Regions from separate parts of the Rattus norvegicus genome. Here region 2 is linked to region 1. Evidence: chromatin contacts called from public Hi-C data. All regions are on one chromosome and are shown on one strand. The core of a region is the stretch at or near the end of the contact, and the rest is flanking DNA. Distances in the headings are between cores, read along the strand shown.

What was found. Hi-C and Micro-C count contacts between places; a contact is called where the count stands out from the background.
Region 2: a contact with region 1 is called in a Hi-C map of liver, with 2.4 times the contacts expected there. The contact joins the enhancer-like site here to the promoter of Sidt1 in region 1. A contact is called at or near these places in 2 of 12 Hi-C or Micro-C datasets (hepatocytes and liver).

Annotation. Positions count from the first base shown.
Region 1 is chr11:69,865,342-69,871,045 of GRCr8, forward strand. It overlaps Sidt1 (SID1 transmembrane family, member 1), which reads left to right and starts at 4,107. Exons shown (of 26, transcript NM_001100653.1): 1 at 4,107-4,338. The coding sequence starts at 4,117.
Region 2 is chr11:69,915,617-69,921,495 of GRCr8, forward strand. Sidt1 (SID1 transmembrane family, member 1) reads left to right here. Exons shown (of 26, transcript NM_001100653.1): 4 at 90-135; 5 at 4,542-4,643; 6 at 5,444-5,527. Among named protein-coding and RNA genes, the nearest start is that of Sidt1, 49 kb to the left of the region's middle. Within about 2 kb of position 1,790, at least 2 of the 93 cell types and tissues checked have an H3K27ac peak or open chromatin away from gene starts, as enhancers often do. A contact at or near this core is called in hepatocytes and liver, where this site is marked.

The sequences.
Region 1 (5,704 bases), core at 2,857-5,356:
GACAGACAGATAGACCAATGGAACAGAATTGAAGACCCAGAAATGAACCCACACACCTATGGGCACTTGATTTTTGACAAAGGAGCCAAAACCATCCAATGGAAAAAAGATAGCATTTTCAGCAAATGGTGCTGGTTCAACTGGAGGTCAACGTGCAGAAGAATGCAGATCGATCCATCCTTATCACCCTGTACAAAGCTTAAGTCCAAGTGGATAAAGGACCTCCACATCAAACCAGATACCCTCAAACTAATAGAAGAAAAACTAGGGAAGCATCTGGAACACATGGGCACTGGAAAAAAATTCCTGAACAAAATACCAATGGCTTATGCTCTAACATCAAGAATCGACAAATGGGATCTCATAAAACTGCAAAGCTTCTGTAAGGCAAAGGACACTGTGGTTAGGACAAAATGGCAACCAACAGATTGGGAAAAGATCTTTACCAATCCTACAACAGATAGAGGCCTTATATCCAAAATATACAAAGAACTCAAGAAGTTAGACCGCAGGGAGACAAATAACCCTATTAAAAAATGGGGTTCAGAGCTAAACAAAGAATACACAGCTGAGGAATGCCGAATGGCTGAGAAACACCTAAAGAAATGTTCAACATCTTTAGTCATAAGGGAAATGCAAATCAAAACAACCCTGAGATTTCACCTCACACCAGTGAGAATGGCTAAGATCAAAAACTCAGGTGACAGCAAATGCTGGCGAAGATGTGGAGAAAGAGGAACACTCCTCCATTGTTGGTGGGATTGCAGACTGGTACAACCATTCTGGAAATCAGTCTGGAGGTTCCTCAGAAAATTGGACATTGAACTGCCTGAGGATCCAGCTATATCTCTCTTGGGCATATACCCACAAGATGCCCCAACATATAAAAAAGACACATGCTCCACTATGTTCATAGCAGCCTTATTTATAATAGCCAGAAGCTGGAAAGGACCCAGATGCCCTTCAACAGAGGAATGGATACAGAAAATGTGGTACATCGACACAATGGAATATTACTCAGCTATCAAAAAAAATGACTGTATGAAATTCGTAGGCAAATGGTTGGAGTTGGAAAATATCATCCTGAGTGAGCTAACCCAATCACAGAAAGACATACATGGTATGCACTCATTGATAAGTGGCTATTAGCCCAAATGCTTGAATTACCCTAGATGCCTAGAACAAATGAAACTCAAGACGGAATGATCAAAATGTGAATGCTTCACTCCTTCTTTAAAAGGGGAACAAGAATACCCTTGGCAAGGAATAGAGAGGCAAAGATTAAAACAGACACAGAAGGAACACCCATTCAGAGCCTGCCCCACATGTGGCCCATACAAATACAGCCATCCAATTAGACAAGATGGATGAAGCAAAGAAGTGCAGGCCGATAGGAGCCGGATGTAGATCGCTCCTGAGAGACACAGCCAGAATATAGCAAATACAGAGGCGGATGCCAGCAGCAAACCACTGAACTGAGACCGGGACCCCCGTTGAAGGAATCAGAGAAAGAACTCGAAGAGCTTGAAGGAGCTCGAGACCCCGTATGAACAACAATGCCAAGCAACCAGAGCTTCCAGGGACTAAGCCACTACCTAAAGACTATATATGGACTGACCCTGGACTCTGACCTCATAGGTAGCAATGAATATTCTAGTAAGATCACCAGTGGAAGGGGAAGCCCTTGGTCCTGCTAAGACTGAACCCCCAGTGAAGGTGATTGTTGGGGGGAGGGCAGCAATGGGGGGAGGATGAGGAGGGGAACACCCATAAAGAAGGGGAGGGGGAGGGGTTAGGGGAATGTTTGCCCGGAAACCGGGAAAGGGAATAACACTCGAAATGTAAATAAAAAACACTCAAGTTAATAAAAAAAAAAAGAAAGAAAGAAAAAGAAAATAAGGGAAGGCTTCAGGCAGGCTCTGCTTGGGTCCTCCTCACAGAAACACCGAGGGCTGGCTCGTAGCCATCTAGCTCATGTTGGGCAGCATACCTGACCTCTTCTGATGGACCTATGTTGAAATCAGGACAAAGGCCAACTGACATACTGTACCAAAACCTAGTGTCTGCACCACTTGCTGCCAAGGTCATGGTTTGACCTTTCCTTCAGTCTCTGCTCCACACTTTGTCCCTGCATTTCCTTTAGACAGGAGCAATTCTGGGTTAAAGATTTGGAGATGAGTGGGTGGCCCCATCCCCCAACAGGGGACCTCTAGTTATGGCCTATTATCTAACCTCTAGATATGACCTCTATAGATTCTCCCTCCCCTTTGTTGGGCATTTCAGCTAATCATCCCTGTTGGGTCCTGGGGGACTCTTGCTTTCCTGGCATCTGGGACTCACTGGTGGCTACCCTCCGCCCCCAGTCATATGTCTTGTATAACTCCATTTTCTGGTATACAGGCCACCTATGTTGATTTCAAATAAATCTTTTTTATTCAGCACTAATGTCGTACAATGGTGAAAGGATTTTTTCAGTTGCAGCTAATCATATAGTTGTTCTCTGTGGAACAAACCCCCAAACTCCAGACCGAAGGATGATTTTTATCTTGTTTGTCCAAAGGGATATGTTGGAGTGAAGAAATGTCGAAGAATGCGAAGATCTGTAATGGCAGCTCAGGCGAAGGGCTTGTGGAGACCATATCTGTGTTCTACCCTACTCTGATACACCAAAAAAATATACATTTTTCAATACCATCTAATCGCATAACCGTTCTCAGTGGATCAATGTCAAATTCCAGACGGGCAAAACCTTGAAGGATCCTCTGAAAGGTCATAGCTCCCTTTACATACCTACAAAGCCACCGTGTGGAAGAATTAGCTTCATTCCTGTGGCTCTAGAGGGCAAAACTAGTGCAAGCGAGTGGGGGGGGGGGCAAATTCCAGCTGAGAGTATGAATTATCGTTCTAATAAAGAGATGCTAGACCGCAAAAGAACACACGGCCCTGCAAAGGAGCTGATCCCCAGGTCTCATAAAGTTTGCGACGGATTTTCCGTCTCAAAGCCTGTTCCAACTGGTCACTGCGGCAAGCCTCAAGGGCCTTCGGAAATTTCAAGTTTATTAAATTTCATTAAGTGTTGGGGGAAATTGCATAAATATTCTCAGTGCTACACTTGGAAGATTGAGGGAGAAAGATTCCAAGCTCAAGATCAGTCTGGATTATGTAGGAAGACTCTGCCTCAATAAAATATCAAATTAAATTGAGCCAAAAAAAAAAAAAGTGCTATTTAGAATCCTGAAAATTTCTTCTAGAATCTCAAAGAAAATATTGCCGAGTTAAACGGCACAAAAGGCTGGAATGGAAAACAATGAAATCTGTCTAAATCTGGTCTCTCAAACTTCCGGAAGCAGTCTTCAAACCGAGCTGGGGACTGTTCTCTTCTCTTGACCGTATCTATATTTTGTAACTGTACATATTTACATACGTGTACATATGGCAGGGGCACGATGACGTGAGTCTCTCCTTGGAGAGCGAGAGCAATAAGGAAATAGGCCAGGTGTCTGAGAAGGGCTTCTGTGCGAGCAGGGCGGGTAGCCAGTGACATTTCACACCTGCGAGAGTCCTGCTGGAAGCGACTGTAAAATCGAATTGGTGCATCCTCTCGAGAGGGGCACTCTCTTTTGCTTTCTATTCGCTTGCCTGCAGCTAGAGCGCACTTTCGTTTGCCGTGCACCTGATTTCCTCCTTGATGGCTGGTCACACCGATTCTTCTAGACTAGCAGCTACTTCTCTGAGGGGTTGGTTTGTCGTTGGTGGTTTGAGGTTGAGAGGAAAGAGATCAGTGACATTTTTTTTCTGAGTGACTGGAAGGTTTTCAGCGATGAGAAAGGGGAGACTTAAAAGTGGAAGGGGAAAGCATCCTTCCCTGGCCCCCACGCCTCCCGTTGCCCCTACTCCACACGCGTGACCTTCTTTGGAGACCCCAGGTGGCACATCAGTATTGATCTGCTCCTCTCCAGCGCGCTGAGGGCGTTGGGCGGCGGGGCTGGCCACACACCACCCTGCTGCTGAAGCCAGCACCCAGCGCCACAGGCAGCTTCGGAAGGACCATCTCGGTGCTCGCCCCTTCCTCGGGCTGCTTGTGTTTCGGGGGCCTCCCGGAGCGCGGCGCCCATCATGCTCGACTGCCCGCGGCTGGCGCTGCTCTGCGCGCTGCCCTGGCTCCTACGGGCGGCGGTCCCTGGCCACCGGGCAGAGCCCCTCAAGCGGTCGGCAGAGCTGCCCCGCAATCCGCGCGACCCCGCCAGAGGAGCGGATTTCGATCGCGTCTACAGCGGCGTGGTGAGTCTCAGCACCGAGAACATCTACTCCTTCAACCACACCAGCCATCCTGGCCAGGTAAGAAGCTCGCTCCCTCGGCTGACCCCAACTTCCGAGATCGCCGAGCCCCCTCCCAGGTACCTCGGGAGACTTCGGGGGACTAGGAAACCCTCTCCCTGCCTCTCCCGCTTGAGGCAATCGCTGCCTTGCCCCAGCCTTGGCAGCAGCTTTGGGCACCGCTCCGCTTCACCTCGTGCCCACCCCGGCCTGGTCGCTGCCATTCCTGGGCTTTGCAGAGGCGCGGGGACCCGCATCCTCTGCGGATCCTGGCTCAGGCTGGGCCTTTCTCCGGGAAGTCTGGATGGCTATGTTCATGGGAGGAAGGAGGAGGGCGGGGGAGGATAAACCTGTTCCTAATCTCCTGTGGACCCTTCTGTTTAATGACACCTCCAGGAAGCAGAGGTGCTCAGAAATGCACGTGAGAACGAGTTGGTCTCTGCTACTGTCACCACACTGGGTGCTTGTTTTAAAAAAAGCTGAATCCAAGACGTTGTCACCGCGATGCTCAGGTGATCCGCCCAGACTCTGAGTATAAATAAGGGTGGAAATGTGTGTGAAAGTTCTGTACACAAGAGTTGTGGTGAGACAAGCAGGAAGGAGAATGATTTCATGCCGCTGACTTATCTGGTTATATAATGTAAGACAGTAAATATAATTCACGTTTTCCTTAAAATAAAATACCTTTAAGAGTGGTGGCTCTCCAGTGTACCTGCTTCTGTCTTTACTACCGGTGTAGATGTGTTTATGCAGCCTTCGCTATGCCCTACACTTTGGGGCATTTCAGAACCAGATGATTAGAATTCCCCTATACTTTTCCATCCCTGACTGTCATTCAGGGTCACAGTTCAGAAACTTCCTTCCTTAAGCATGTCATTAGTCTTTAGTGCCTTTCTGCTGTGCGGACTGAGAAAGTGCCCCATCTCATAGCTCGCATCCAATCCGATGGTATTGTCATCATGGCAGCATAGTCCTCGCACTGCCAGACCTCCTGTAACCTAAGGCAGTGCCCTGAGGCAGTGGAGTTGCTGGGTGTAAAGCCATTCCATCAAGAACAGAGGAGAGGGGGCAGTTTTTATTTTCATATCCCACACAAGAGATTTCTGACTGCCCAGTGTGGGAGGCCCACGAGCTGCCGATATATTGCACAAAAGATAAGATTCCTGACCCTGCGGTTTCCAGGAACTAGATGAGATCTTGAAACCCCCAGAGTCTCTAGAGTACATGGCCTGCTTCGTCTAAAAATCAAATAGCATGTGCAAAGAAAATCATCACAGGCATTGGTGTTTCTTAAAGTTCTGCTGAGAGACAAATGAGTCGCTTTATTTTTTTCTCTCTCTCTTCTTTCCTTTAAGGTTTATTTTGTTTTTATTTTATCTGTATGTGT
Region 2 (5,879 bases), core at 540-3,039, 48 kb after region 1:
GCATCTAGGTTAAGGTTGTTCTCCTTTAAGTAACTAGTTCTTGCTTGCTAACTCATTCTTTTCTCTCATTTTCCCCTCATATTTCTCAGGACGAATGTTGCCTTCTACTTCACTGCCAGCCCCTCTCAACCTCAGGTAAGTAAAGGGCTCCCATAGTTAACTAGAGCCTACATGGCACAGGGAGAGTGAACTCAGTCTGTGTTACTATCCCGGAGCTTGCCTTATGTATTCTTAGTGGGATCTTGGACACAGCATTTAATCTTACCACCTTTATTGGGACAAATGGGAAGCACACTAGCGTTCCTAGGTGTGTCATTGAGTAAAGTCACGTGTCTGATATGTCGCAGGGGATGTTGGATGGTCAGTACTAAGTGCTGTGGGAAGGATGAGGAGACAAACAACACAAACTTGGGGATTGTAGACCTGGTGGTTGAGATGGGGTGGGGAGACAGAGCATGGAAGAACAGCAAACATATGCCACGGCTGTGCTGAAAATATAAAAATAAAAGACTCCCATTCCTGCTGCAATATTGGCAGACTGGATTTGAGTCCCCGTCAGTAAAAATAATTAGCTATTTTTATGCATTCCCCAATAAAAAATAACCTCAAGCAGAACAGATAGATGAAACTCTTTTTGAGGCCGTTTTTCTGATGACATTTCTAACTACCTTTTCTTTTCTTTTGTGGCTTCCAAAAAAATCTATATGTAACAAGTTCAAAATGGCTTCTTGGCCCCTCATAGTGGTCCACACCATCATCCTACCACTTTAAACATCTTCACCAAGGCCAGAGAAGTGTGAGCTAGAGGCCAGACCGAGCTACACTCAAGTTCCAAGCTTGCCTGAGCTTCATACTAAGGCACCATCTTGAAACAAAAACAAAAGACTGGTCTACAGCCACAATACCTATGCTATATGTCTGAAGGCTTTACTATGAGTTTGCTCAGGAAGGGTCACCTAGCTTTTGTTTTGAACACAGTAAAACTGGTGATAATAAATATTATGGACTGTCATAAGTCTATTACAATCATTGATGCGCTTGTACGTACTTCACATCTAGTAGTGTAGCTTCTGTCTATTCCTGGGGTATAAATTCCTCCACTGCAGCTTGTGGTGATTCCCCTGCAGGCTTTACAGCAGACAGGAAAACAACCAGGATGGGGTAAGAATGAAAGTCGTCTCAGCCTTGTTTTAGTGAACTGGATGCTGGAGCAGGGCAACTAGAGTCTGGCCCACATCATTTCTATATTCAAGCATGGCACAGTTTTAGAAAAGGGAATTCAGGTAACAACTCAATCCCAAGCACACAACAGTTTAAGGTATATTGACGCTGAGATTCTTTACAAAGTACATCCGGCTTCCTTCACAAGAATGGGTACTTTTGACCCAGAGATAGTGCCCAAGACTTAAGGTCCAGGGATTTTTGACTGAAGTAAACATACAAGCTGTGGGTGTCAGCATTGGCCCTAAGACAACATAGAAGTCACTTAGGTTTGACATCAGTCCTGATTGATTGGTTTTATGGCCTAAAAGCAGTGCTCATGATTTAGGGGAAACGGGTCTGGGATAATTAAAAACAAAAATTCTGGGAGATAGGGGCAGAGCCTGTCTCCTCAGACAGCAAGCGATCACAGGGTTGTAAAAGTCCATCATCCCTGGCATTCCAGGAAAAGCAGCGGTGCACCTCGTTCCATTGAAGAGGTAAGCCGTGTGTTTCACTACCCTGGCCTCTCTGGTGCTTATCTGTGTGCATAAGGCCTTTTTGTTCTCTACGATGGCGGATTTCAAATGGCCCACATGATGTCATTGATCACGTTGAGAGTAGTTATACAAGGCAGTGCTCCCAAACCTGAGTAAATGAATGCCCACTTTTGTTTGCAGTTCTGGGGATTGACTCTGGACCTTGTACATGCTAAGCGAGTGTTCTAGCTCACACACACACACACACACACACACACACACACACACACACACACCTGACCCTCAACAAAACTAAGATTTAAAGTTCCTTTCTATGAAAGTCATCTTAGGTACATACTGGCAAGAAAGATAGCAGGGCACAATTTGTTCTTCTTAATAGTTAGTGACCACTTAAATTCAAGGGATATTTAGGGGACCTAGATATGTGGGTCAACAATTAAGGGCACTTTGCTGCTTTTGTAGATGACCCCAATTTGGTTCCTAGTACCCACACGGTGGTTCATAACAGCATTTGATTCTAATTCTAGGGGATATAATGCTTTCCTCTGGCCTCCAGGGGCATTGTATGCATGTGGGTACACAGACATAGATGCAAACAAAACATACACATAAAATAAAAACAGAATGTTTCTTTCTGATTAAAACATATTTTGAGGCAGGAGTCTAAAACATCCCTTTGACTTTGTAGTAATTTAGAGATAAATAAGGCTGATAATAGTTTGATATATTTATAGGTGTTCAAAAATATTGGCAGTTTACCAAAAAAAAAATCTAGTAATATATGTTCGTTGCTCACAGTAATTTAGTTACACAGTATGGCTGTCCTGAGAGCACCCTAGGACACCTAGGCTTCTCCTTGGAATAACTCTATTTGTATTTGAATTGTGCCCCAAAATATACTCATACATGGCATGGAAAGATTTCTAAACAGGAATGTGAATGGCTTTTTAAAAATTTTGACTTTCTATTTATATTGAATTGGTTCTCAAAACAGCATTAGTAAAGGCCATATTAGAATACAAATCAAATTTTGGCTTTCTTATCTCTTTTTAAAAGTGATATGTTTACCAAGTCTGTAAGATATCAGAACTGTTTGGGAAGGTTTCCACAAAACCTTAGTCACAAATTTGATGTTTCTCATAAAGTTGCCACACTTGAAATTATTGGGTTAAATTCTCCTCACACACACATCCCCCATTTTTAAATGTTTAAAATGTTTAAAAATTAATGTGTTTTTCCAATGGATTTGTAACTGAGGTAGGTCAGTAGTGTCACGTCTTTCTGTTAGCAATGCTGCTTGTGAGTTAGGAGAGATAGCTCAGAGGTCAAGAGTACACATTGCTCCCACAAAAGACTGGAGTGTGATTGCCAGCACCCACCTTGGGCTGCTTGTGAACACACATAGCTTGCCTTCTGTCTTAGTGGGCGCCCTCTCTGGCCTTTATAGGCACACCACTTCTCTCTCTCTCTCTCTCTCTCTCTCTCTCTCTCTCTCTCTCTCTCTCACACACACACACACACACACACACACACACACACACACACACACACACACACACACACGGGAGGGGTCTACTTGAAAAGCTCTCAGGGAGAACTTTCCCTCGGGATGGAGACCCTCCAACTCTAATGACCAGACCGAGACACCACAGGATGCAATCAGCAAGAGGATTTGGTTTATTGTCGGGATACACAGGCACAGGCACCTGTGGGCGCTTCAGTCTCTCGGGGGACTGGCGTGCCCCACGGAACCAAGGATGGGCTTTTTATAGGATTTTGGGGAGCAGAAGCAAGCATACAGAAGCAGATGTATGGTTACAGGGATATAATTGGTGGATTCTAATATGGCAAGGGTTTAGCCCGGGGGCAAGTTTCCTAGCTACCTTCCTGAAACATAACAGCTGACTCGGCCCCCCAAGGGTTCAGCCCGGGGGCAAGTTTCTTAGCTACCTTCTTGGAACATAACGACTGACTCGGCCCCCCACCAAGGTGTGGGACCTCTCCCGGGGCTTTTTTTTCATTGTCAGGTGCTCAACCGCAGTCGTCCTGTTGCCAGGCCTTCAACCAAACACATCCTGCTTGGCAGCCGCTGTGTACTCAGTGTTCTAACCTTTCCCTGAACCAGTCATCTTAAGTACAGCCTTGCAAAATGGTGTTACTGCTGCTAAACTGGGGTCTTTCATACTGATAGTTGAAAGATACATTTACCCAAAGTCATGGACATATTTCAAGGGCTCAATGTCAACAATGTCAAACTTAATCGTTCAATGTAGAATTCTCAAGAATTTCTCAGTCAGGGAAAGAATTCTTTACCAAAAGTTTTAGGAAAGGCTGACCTAAAGCTAATTCTTCCTTCTAACAAGGTCAAAATTCTTGAGGAACAGGAACATCTGCTATTCAAGATGTGGTTTCACATTTCACAACTACCACACAGTAAGAGCTGTTGTCTGACGTCACATCCTGTGTATCTATCTCTGACTTTGAAGGAGGCTGACAGCAGGGTGCCTAAGAAGAAAACTTAGAGCCAAGCCCATTATAAGCTGGTTGATAAGAAATGTCCACCTCACAAAATGGAAAGGCAGCCTTGTAGACATGGCCACTCACTCCGCTGCACTCCTCCTCGTGTCTGCACAGTGGCGTCTGGTGGGGAACAGGTCATTGGTCAATATGTAAGAGATGAACAGAAGCCTGAAACAGTGGCCAGTTACTGAACTCTGCATCGGAAATGCACACCTAATGGTAGAGAAAACCACCCCAAGCATGAAGGATGATAGTTTGAGTTTCTTTAAACATTCCCTAAGATTAATACATCACGCACGTTTCTCATTTTCTCATTCTCAGTATTTTCTATACAAATTTCCTGAAGATGTGGACTCCGTTATCATTAAAGTGGTGTCTGAGAAGGCTTATCCGTGTTCAGTTGTCTCCGTTCAGAACATCATGGTGAGCCCCGTTACTGTCATGTCAGCCCCCCAGCATGTAAGATTACAGAGTTCCAGAATAGACAGGCTGTGGACTTGTGTCATCCTCTTATCATTCATCTCCCCCAAAACCCAAATAATAACAACATACCAAATAACGCCCATGTACCTGAGTGGGCAGTCCGTGTTTGCTGACACTGATGAGAGATAAGAAGTAGCTGGCTTCTCACCAATACAAAGAAAAGAAGGCAAGAGAGAAATAAAGAAAACCTAGTTTTGAGTTCAATGAGAAAAATAAAATAAAAACCTACCACCTGTTTTGGTTTTAGATTGTTATTGTAACATCAGATCCTTTCTGTATTATAAAACATCAACCAAAAAGAAGAGGGGAGGATGTTATATACGTTAAAGCAATCTTTTTATAATTCTCTTGAATAGAGAGTGACTCTGATATTTTAGGTCAAAGTTCAAGGGGTTTTGTTTTGTTTTTTGTTTGTTTGTGTTTTGAGACAGGGTTTCTCTGTGTAGCCCTGGCTGTCCTGCAACTCACTCTGTAGACCAGGCTGGCCTCAAACTCAGAGATCTGCCTGCCTCTGTCTCATGAGTGATGGGATTAAAGGAGTGTGCCACTCTACCATGCAAAGACCAAGCTTTAAGAGGACCATTTTGTGACTATTCCGCAGAAAAGTTTCCATGGTGTCTAGATTAATTTGATTCCCCTGGCATGTGATCCCGGTGGCAGAGCGCTGACACCTACCTATGGAAGAACACCCACCGGGTGACACTGCTGATACCCTCTCTTTTGTCTCTCATGTGCTTTAGTGTCCAGTGTATGATTTAGACCATGATGTGGAATTCAATGGTGTCTATCAGTCCATGACCAAACAAGCTGCCATCACGCTGCAGGTGAGACATTGCTTCTGAGGTCCCAATAGTCATGGGGTCCAACTGGTAGTTACTTGCCCACTCGACCAAAGGAGAAACCTGTTCATGTGTACCTTGGATTGGTTTTAAACTGAATAGTGCTCTGTCTGCAGTCAGTGCCTTGGTGGTGGTGGACAATGCTACCCTTCCAGGTGTTCTTTTATCCCCTTGGGGGTTCTTAGAGATCTACAGTGCTGTAGGAAATAAATCTGACAGGTTGCTTATAGGGATAAGGCCAGATGGTTCCAATTTACTCAGTGAGGTGTGGCAATTTAGGATAAAGTTTATTACAGTCAGTTAAAGCATTTGAACGTATTATAATAATTGCTACCAG